Regions from separate parts of the Mus musculus genome. Here regions 2 and 3 are each linked to region 1. Evidence: chromatin contacts called from public Hi-C data. All regions are on one chromosome and are shown on one strand. Each heading gives the region's core, a stretch centred on a gene start, on an enhancer-like site or on the middle of the called end of the contact. The rest is flanking DNA. Distances are from core to core; before and after follow the strand shown.

Region 1 (2,843 bases), core at 332-2,831:
GCTCAGCACTGCAGATCTGGCCGGTGAACAGTGAGACTCAAATGGTTGCAACGTCTGTAACATCCTTCCTGGTTTTCATCACGACATCTGTAAATCATGCTATATAATCCCAGGCTGGAACGTTGACTTTTAGTTCTACGCGTTGCCCCTTTCCTATATATTTAAACAGCTGTAAGTGTCAAACTTTTCGGGTAGTCCTTTCTCTAGCACAGGACTCTGGGCAAGCAGTAAGAAGTGCTATAAATCCTTGGGGTTTATATTTATTGGAAGCCTTTTAGGCTATTCCAGGAGACCCTGTGATTTCCTGTGGAGGACAGGTGGATTTTCTGTTTCTATACAAAACCAGAGGCGCCTCGTAATTACGTTGACACGGACCTGCAGCGCCACCTGTTGGCCGATGTCTTGACAATCACCACTCGGCACAAAATTATCAGGGGAATAAAATTTTTATTTCCAAAGAAGCAGCCAAAGTGGGAAGATGCTGGAAGGCCACAGTTAAATGTCTCTTTCTTGTACCGGAGAAAGAGACTCTTGCCTCTCTGAAATTTTTGGAGCTTCTTAATTCTAGTTGGGCAAGAAGCAACAGTTGTCTACTTAAATGATAGGGTGATCTTACCGGGGCTATTTAAACATTTAAAGTTTACATATTTCAATTTATAGCATTTTAGAAGTAGAGATGAAAGTAAGGATCCGTTTCTGTTGATTTTTAAGCAGTTGTTCTGATGCTGTCCTTGCTGGCTTTTCTGCTGTTGTCAAAAACACCGGGACCGGAAACAATCTGGGGATGAAATGGTTTATTTCATCTTCTGCTTTCAGTCTTTGTCTGTCACTGAGGGAAGTCAAGGCAGGAGCTAGAGGCAGGAACTGAAGCAGAGACCATGGAGGAGCGCTCCCTGGCAGGCCTCCCCTATGCTTAGCTATCTTTCTTATACAGGCCAGGTCTACCTGCCTAGGAGTCCTGTACCCACGCTCAGCTGGGACCGCTTGCATCAAGTACTAAGTGATTTTGTTGTTGTTGTTTTGTTTTGTTTTTGTTTTTGATTTTCGAGACAGAGTTTCTCTGTGTAGCTCTGGCTGTCCTGGAACTCACTTTGTAGACCAGGCTGACCTTGAACTCAGAAATCCGCCTGCCTCTGCCTCCCAAGTGCTGGGATTAAAGGCGTGTGCCACCACAAGTACTAAGTGATAAAAGGCGCTGTAGACAGACTCACGTGATGGAAGAAATTCCCCAGTCGAGATTCTCTCTTCCCAGACACATCTATGTCTAGCTTTATGTGGCGCTGTGTGACCTATGCTCACAAATGCTGTCAAAGACCACAGTTTTGCTGGCCCTTCCTCTCCTGTCACAGAAGTTTGTTCGTTTCTCCTCTGCTGAGCTTCTTGTTTCGGGTTTGGATTTTTTAGGTTTTGGTTTTGCTTTTTTGTTTCTAGGTTTTTGTTGTTGTTGTTGTTGCTTTTGTTGTTTTGCTTTTTGTTTGTTTTGTGTTTTGGTCATGTGGAAACATTCTCTTGAGAACTGTGATTCGGGAAGAGCTCTGACTCATGCCTGGGAGTCTCTAAAGAGGCAAATTGCTCACTTGGAAGAACAAGGAGCCAATGAGGACCTGCCTCTCAGGCCGCCTCTCGGCTGCTTCTCTACCCTGGCCTCATCCTTTACAAAGGGATATAAAGTTAATTCAGATGAGCTCTGAGAAGACAGTCAATGGCCGTTCTCCTCAGTGATGAGAGCGCAGGGGTCTGAGCGCCCATAAAGACCATAGACAGAAGTCAGGGAACGCGCAGGGATGGTTCCACTGATTAATGAGAGTCCCAAATTCAAAGACAGACATATGCTTCTCCTTTAAAAAATGATAAATGAACATTCAAGGCCACCTTGGATTATACAAACAATTAAACAAACTCCAAACTGCAAGAAGGAGTTGATACTGTGAGTGTACAGAGACTCTCCAGTCTGCCTCCCCATTCTATCTGTGCCTACCTAGAAGGTTCCTCAGGGATGTGTGGTCCTCCCTCCCTCCCTTCCCTCCCTCCCTGCCTCCTTCCCTCCATCCCTCCCTCCCTCCCTCTCCTTCAGCACAACCCCCCCCCTCACTTCCCCATTATCTCAGCACATTGCATTTGCAAGTGGCCCCTACTCACTTGCTTCCTTGAGAATCCAGTTTTGTATACGGCCACTGGCATTTTAGAAATACAGATCCTGTCATTTCTCTGCTTAAAGCCACCAAGAAGGAACAAAACTCAACCTTCTTAGCACAGCATATCAAACTTTCCAGTTTGGCTCAGATTTCCTGCCCAGGTTTCTCTTCTGGCTCTGGCTCCACCACTCCAGGGCTAGGCGCTCTCTGACACGCACTGGTTGTCTTTGAGCGCTCTGTCTATATTTAAAGTCTGTTTCTGCAGCTGGCTGTGTCCTCCACTCCCATCTCTGGGTAAATTCTCCTTGACCCTTCAAGGTGCATTCCCGCTATCTCTGCTCCTCAGGAGCCTTCCCCAGAGCTAGCCTACAGGATGTGATTGCCCCTTGTTATCGCCTGTACATATTATACCATGAAATTCATTGTGTTATACCACTGGCTGATGAATCTTCCTCAATAGATCATGGGCTCTCTAACGTAAAAATCTCTGATAGATCCTGCTAAGGGCTTTAATTATCATGCGTTGTTCTAGAATAGTCACTGAAAATTAAACAAGAAACTGTCACTGTGCTAAAGACTAGAGATGCAAAAATTAGCCACAAAATGATTCCCACGGTCCCGTCAATCAAGGTCTAAAATGCTTGCGAACAGAGATGTGTGCTGTGTGTTCTACAAAGGCTAAATCCCACTGCAGTGCAGCAACTTCGA
Region 2 (2,724 bases), core at 30-2,529, 380 kb before region 1:
TGTGAGTGTGTATGTGTACATGCATATGCTGTGCACATACACACACACACACACACACACACACACACACACACAGAGGCACAAACCTAAAACAGATTTTTTAAAAAGAATATTTTTGGTTCTGTGTTCAATCAGAGATGATGCACCTAACCCTCAAGAGACTGGAGGCCCCAGGGATTTTAGAGGTCAGGTGGGGTGGGGGTGGGGACATACGTCCTCATGGAGACGGGTGGGGAGTGGGGAGGAGGTTCGGGATGTGGAGCAGTCGGAGGGTGAACAGGGGCAGGGGATAAAATCTGGAGTGTAAAAATTAATTAATTAATTAATTAGTTAATTAATTAATTAAAAATTTCCCTTGTCCTGGGGACTCACTATTGCATTCTATGCTGCAATGGGTTAAGAAGCAAATGACGTCATTTAATTTTGAAATGCTAGAAAGAGCACACATTTTAGTCATTAAAATTCCTCTGATAGCTTTGACACTTTGCGTAAATCTTACCAGAAATGAGGATGTTTGGCTCCTAAAGTTGGATGCTCCTCCATGTCACCAATAGTTTATCCAGTGCCTGTGATTGCAAAACACCAAACATTTCACAAGAGCGGAAACCTCTAATTAAGCCTAGCATGTGACAATGGAGTGGATTTGTTTTTAAATCCATGGCTTATAATGCTTAGAGCTTTCAGATCGTGACCTGAGAGGACTCTGTTGAGGTGAGAGTTTAGCTGAACATGGGTTTCCACAAGACTTCCTTCCTCTGTGTGTCAAGCCTGATCCAGAACATTCTACCGGTGCTGGAGCAGGTTCTTGTGTGTTTTAGTTTGACTGTGAATTGTGTGAGCTATAATATCAGTTTCCCTCCTCAGTAGTAGTTGTTGAGAAGAAGAGGAAGAGGAGGAATAAGACTTATGAGGAGGAAGAGAGGGAGGAGGAGGAAGAGAAGGAGGGGAGGTGGGTAGAGAGAAGGAAGAAGAGTTGGAGGGAGAGGCAGCTGTAGCAGCAGCAACAACGGAATCCTTTAGTGTGTTTCAAATGACTGAAGCCAGCAGTTATAAGTCATGAGGCAAGAAAGAAACACACCCTTGAACATGTGTTTACATTCAAACAGCAGACCTAAAAAGCCCCCTGAAGCTTTACCCCATGCCTGGCGCCTCCTAAGAGCGGTTAACGCATTGTCCGATGAAGGGTTGACCCCACCCAGGCGCTGTTCTGCAGGGCACAGAAGGGCTCAGCTACTTTCTAGAAGAATGGAGGCACTGTGCTGAGCCAGGATGGCTGCAAGGGGCCTGTAAAGGCAGCTGCTGCCAGTGGGGACTTGAGAGCACTCCTGTCAGCTTCAAGCCTTGCATGGGCCAGATTTCAGAGAGCTTCAGCTGGCAGCTGCACCGAGCACTTAATTGTGAAACTTGAGAGGAAAATAGGCATGTTCTGGCTAATACGGGTATTCACCTACAGGTCTCACTTTTGTTCCGTTTCCAGAACATTGGCTCTGCCTCTTTGTCAGCTCCTGGAGGCACCGAGCCAGTGTTGCTGGGGCAGCTTTGCAATGATCAGGTGTGGCCCCGTGTATCCAAATGAAATTGTCACTGCTGAGTGATACAATGTACCATGCTTTGATGCTGCAAGCTGACAGTCACAGAAAAGTCGTTCATTGCATTTACTCTCTCAAAGAATCTCTAATGGCTCACAGCAGACATCTACTTAGTTAGATCTGAATGAACCCAAAGCAAGCCATCTCCACGGCTACCTTTGTGTTCCTAGAAAGAGCCCCTCATCAGGCCCGCCACAGCTAGAAAATGGCTTTAAGGAAAGATGATCCTATTTAGAACCCAGAAGGGAGACTTGAAACTTTCAAACCGGAGTAAAAATAGGCTGGCTGTGCACGTGGAGTGGATAGCAGCCCATTTTCTTTTTAGCTTGTTCTGTATTCCCCAAATCAGCAATTGCACATTGCAACCTTCAGCTATGTTTGGTCTTCGTTTAGAATTACATGTCATTTTAGGACAAAGAGAAAGGATTTGATTTGTGGGGGGTTTGCAAGCAGCATTTAGTCTCCTTTGTCTGTTATCTGCGTGAGCTCAGTGAGAGACTTTACAGAGAAGGGACTCTCCAGGCACGAGCCTTCTGTCTTTAACTCCAAGAATGAAATGCCCTTAATATACCGTCTGTGGGAGTTAAGGGCTCCCATTTCCTCTCCCATTCATGTGTCTACCCAGGATGAAGCTTTTCTTCAAAGAGGTAACAGTGAGTAGATCTCATGTGGGAAGATAGGGAAACAGAATTAGAATTGCTTTCTTCCTAGAAATGGAAGTTTAAAAAAAAACAAAACAAAACAAAAAAACCTTATAGAAACAGGAAGCATATAGTTTAAGGGTTCCTCTCATTAAATAATGGATGAAATTTTCTCTTTCTTGCTCTGTATTTATATATTTAAATTTACATATTTATTATATTTAAATTTTCAATTATGGGGTTGGAGGGATGAGTCTGTAATTATGAGCATGTATTGCTCTTCCAGAGAACATGAATTCAGTTCCCAGCAGCCACCTGGGGTGGATCACAGCCACCTGTAACTCCAGCTCTGGGGGAATCTCACTCCTCTTTTTTTGCCTCCACAGGTGCTATTCACACACAACCCCTCCCCCCAATATACACTTAAGTAAAAATATAGTAATGAAGATTGAACATTATGGAGCTGGTGTCGGTAGAGGCTCCTTAGTGAGCTT
Region 3 (2,700 bases), core at 29-2,528, 450 kb before region 1:
AGAGGGAAAGGACAGAGAGAAAGAGAAAGAAGAAAGGAGAGAAAGGTGGCGAGAGAGGGAGAGCATGGCCTGCTTGCTTCTTTAGGTTGTAAAAGTCTCTGGCCTCTTTCAGTAACCAGCATCTTCAAGGGACATAATGTAGCAGAAATAACACCTGAATGTACAGGGCAGTGGGGAGAGAGAATAGGGAAGCCACTGGCCTATTCTGGTATTCTGAACTTCATGTGGCTATTTGCTTTAAGGCTGATATGCTCCAGGAATGAGTCACCACTCCTATGAAAGTGTCAAATTGTAAATGGCTAGATATTTGGATCACAGCTAATGCAGGGTAACGGAACTCAGTTCAACTTTATTGCTTTTCTCTAAGAGGCCAACCAACAGGTTTGGGGTCGGTCAAGATTATTCCTGGCATGTGGGGGTTGAACAGTGGGGCGAGGAGCTCAGCTTCGCTTTCATCTTTAACTGCCCCACTTCCTTTAGAACCCCTCAGCAGATGGCAAGATAATCTGTCTGGTTCCTTGTAGCGTCTTGTGATCTCTCCCTAAGTGTGAGCCGGCCGGCTCCAGATCCTGTTCAAAGACTCAACTTTCAAAGCAAATATACACACAAGGCAGGGGTATTTTCGAAAACAAAGGTTATCATGTTTCCCCGAGGGGGACAGAAGAGCACGGGGAATGCTGGGAATAGAGTAAGTTCAGTTCACATGGCAGGATCCCTTAAAGATTGCATCCTGGAAAATGTATGACCAAACTGAACAGCAGCCAAGGGGAATAAGTGGGGTGGAGAAGAGAGAAACTCAGATGAAAGCCAGGAGAAAGGAAATGTTTCAGCAGAGGCTGAAGGTTCAAGGGATGTGTCCAGAGGCAGGATTCTGTGTCAACTGCTGACTGAACCAAACTTGTGCAGTAAGGACACACACACACACACACACACACACGCACACACGCACGCACGCACGCACGCACGCACGCACGCACGCACGCACGCATGCACGCGCGCACATACACACAGACATGCACGCATAGAAGCATGCCCCACCCTTGGAGGGAGAGAATGTCGTATTTCATCTCTTGCTGTGGAATGTAGCGGCTGATAAAACAGCAGACAATATTTCTGAGAACAGAGACAGCCTGTCTGAACCCAGCTCAACTTCTCCTTCTTATCACTTTGTGAAAACATGCTATCTTCAAGAGCCAAATTAGCTTTTCATGATACGGCTTCTTGGCAGCTCACACTGAGCGTCGGAGGGTTGAATGGGAATGACTAAGCGGTTTCATGAGCCAACTTCTTCCCAGATCTACTGCCTTGATGGGTTTGGTGTCAGTCAGACATGTAGGACCTTTGTTCCTTCAGAGACGACGAGATCTCTAGAAAAGTTAATTTTATTCTGAGAAAGACATGAGCAGGGGAGTCACAAAATGGGCCACAGGGTACTCTGTGGTGAGGAACTAGTTGACTATGCACACATGAGTGTTCTTCATTTTCTGTTTAGAATATTCCAGATTAGGATATATTTAGTGCAATCAGGATGAAGTCAGGAGTTAAAGAAAGTAAAGCTTGTCTCAGATGTTAGAAAGAATATTCAAATTTTATTTTTATGATTTTTTTCTACTACCACTAAGTTTCTCTCTCTCTCTCTCTCTCTCTCTCTCTCTCTCTCTCTCTCTGTGTGTGTGTGTGTGTGTGTGTGTGTGTGTGTGAGAGAGAGAGAGACAGACAGACAGACAGACAGACAGATAGACAGACAGACATGTGGAGGTCAGAGGACAATCGGCAGCATTTAGTCCTCTCCTTTTATCACATGGATTCTGCTCCTGAACTCAGGTCCTCTGACCGGGTGCCACGAGCCTTCCCTGCTGAAACAGCTCACTTGTCCTTCCTGGCGCATTTCTATCTGGGTAGGGAGTTGTCCTCACAGAGCTACAGGATGCTTAGATTTTCGTGGAAGCTTTGTTTCATTCATCAGTTTTCTGTTAGATAGAAATAAAAGGTTGTCAAAGATCACAACCAAAATATAAACTGCCAACGTCTAATGTTTGTGATTTACGGCGTGAATGAAGAGGGTGTCTGACAGCGGCCTCATTCACCGATACCCTCTTCCTTGTGAGCTCTGCAGAGTCTGAAATGAGGATTCTTGCTCCCAATGTTTCCTGACTAGTGAAACACTCTTCAGTTAATGGAGCCCTACTCTTTTATTTTGTTTTCTTATCGTTTTAATTCCTGTATGGTGTATGTGCTATGTGTGCACACATGTATGTGTGTGCACACAACTCTTCTAGCTTTCAGTGGTAATTTTTAATCAATATTTGTATACAGATAACTGTACTACTTTCAATATGGCACACCCCAACTTAATATATTTAAGGTGAAGCTTAGGTTGCCATTTAATCTCTATTAAATATCCCTCCCCCCCCCCAAACAATGAAGTCCATTTTCTCTTCCAGAAGGAGAGTCTCGGTCCCTGTCATTTCCCATCACAAACAGTTATGATAAAAACGTCCTGCCAAAACAACTTAATAGAGAAAGGCTTTATTTACACTGACAGCCCATCAAGGCAGGGAAATCAAGGTGTCAGGAGACAGAAGCAGCTGCTCTCATCACACGCACGGTCAGGAGGCAGAGAGTGATGCAGGCTGCTGCTGACTCCCTTCCTCTCTTGCATAGTCCAGGATCCCAGCCAGGGGATGGTGTCGCCCACAG

Evidence for each region. A called contact is a pair of places that touch in the nucleus more often than the background predicts.
Region 2: a Hi-C map of uterus shows a contact between it and region 1, with 2.8 times the contacts expected there. The contact joins two enhancer-like sites. A contact is called at or near these places in 4 of 484 Hi-C or Micro-C datasets (cardiomyocytes, cerebral cortex, cortical neurons and 1 more) and 1 of 9 other capture datasets (embryonic stem cells).
Region 3: a contact with region 1 is called in a Hi-C map of uterus, with 5 times the contacts expected there. The contact joins two enhancer-like sites. A contact is called at or near these places in 2 of 484 Hi-C or Micro-C datasets (nephron progenitors and uterus) and 1 of 9 other capture datasets (embryonic stem cells).

Annotation. Positions count from the first base shown.
Region 1 is chr9:116,423,984-116,426,826 of GRCm38.p6, reverse strand. No RefSeq gene overlaps it. Among named protein-coding and RNA genes, the nearest start is that of Gm31559, 33 kb to the right of the region's middle. Within about 2 kb of position 1,581, at least 7 of the 459 cell types and tissues checked have an H3K27ac peak or open chromatin away from gene starts, as enhancers often do. A contact at or near this core is called in uterus, where this site is marked.
Region 2 is chr9:116,806,441-116,809,164 of GRCm38.p6, reverse strand. All of the region lies in intron 5 of Rbms3 (RNA binding motif, single stranded interacting protein), which reads left to right. Among named protein-coding and RNA genes, the nearest start is that of Gm39449, 280 kb to the right of the region's middle. Within about 2 kb of position 1,279, at least 88 of the 459 cell types and tissues checked have an H3K27ac peak or open chromatin away from gene starts, as enhancers often do. A contact at or near this core is called in uterus, where this site is marked.
Region 3 is chr9:116,871,684-116,874,383 of GRCm38.p6, reverse strand. The region is part of intron 4 of Rbms3 (RNA binding motif, single stranded interacting protein); the gene reads left to right. Among named protein-coding and RNA genes, the nearest start is that of Gm39452, 320 kb to the left of the region's middle. Within about 2 kb of position 1,278, at least 94 of the 459 cell types and tissues checked have an H3K27ac peak or open chromatin away from gene starts, as enhancers often do. A contact at or near this core is called in uterus, where this site is marked.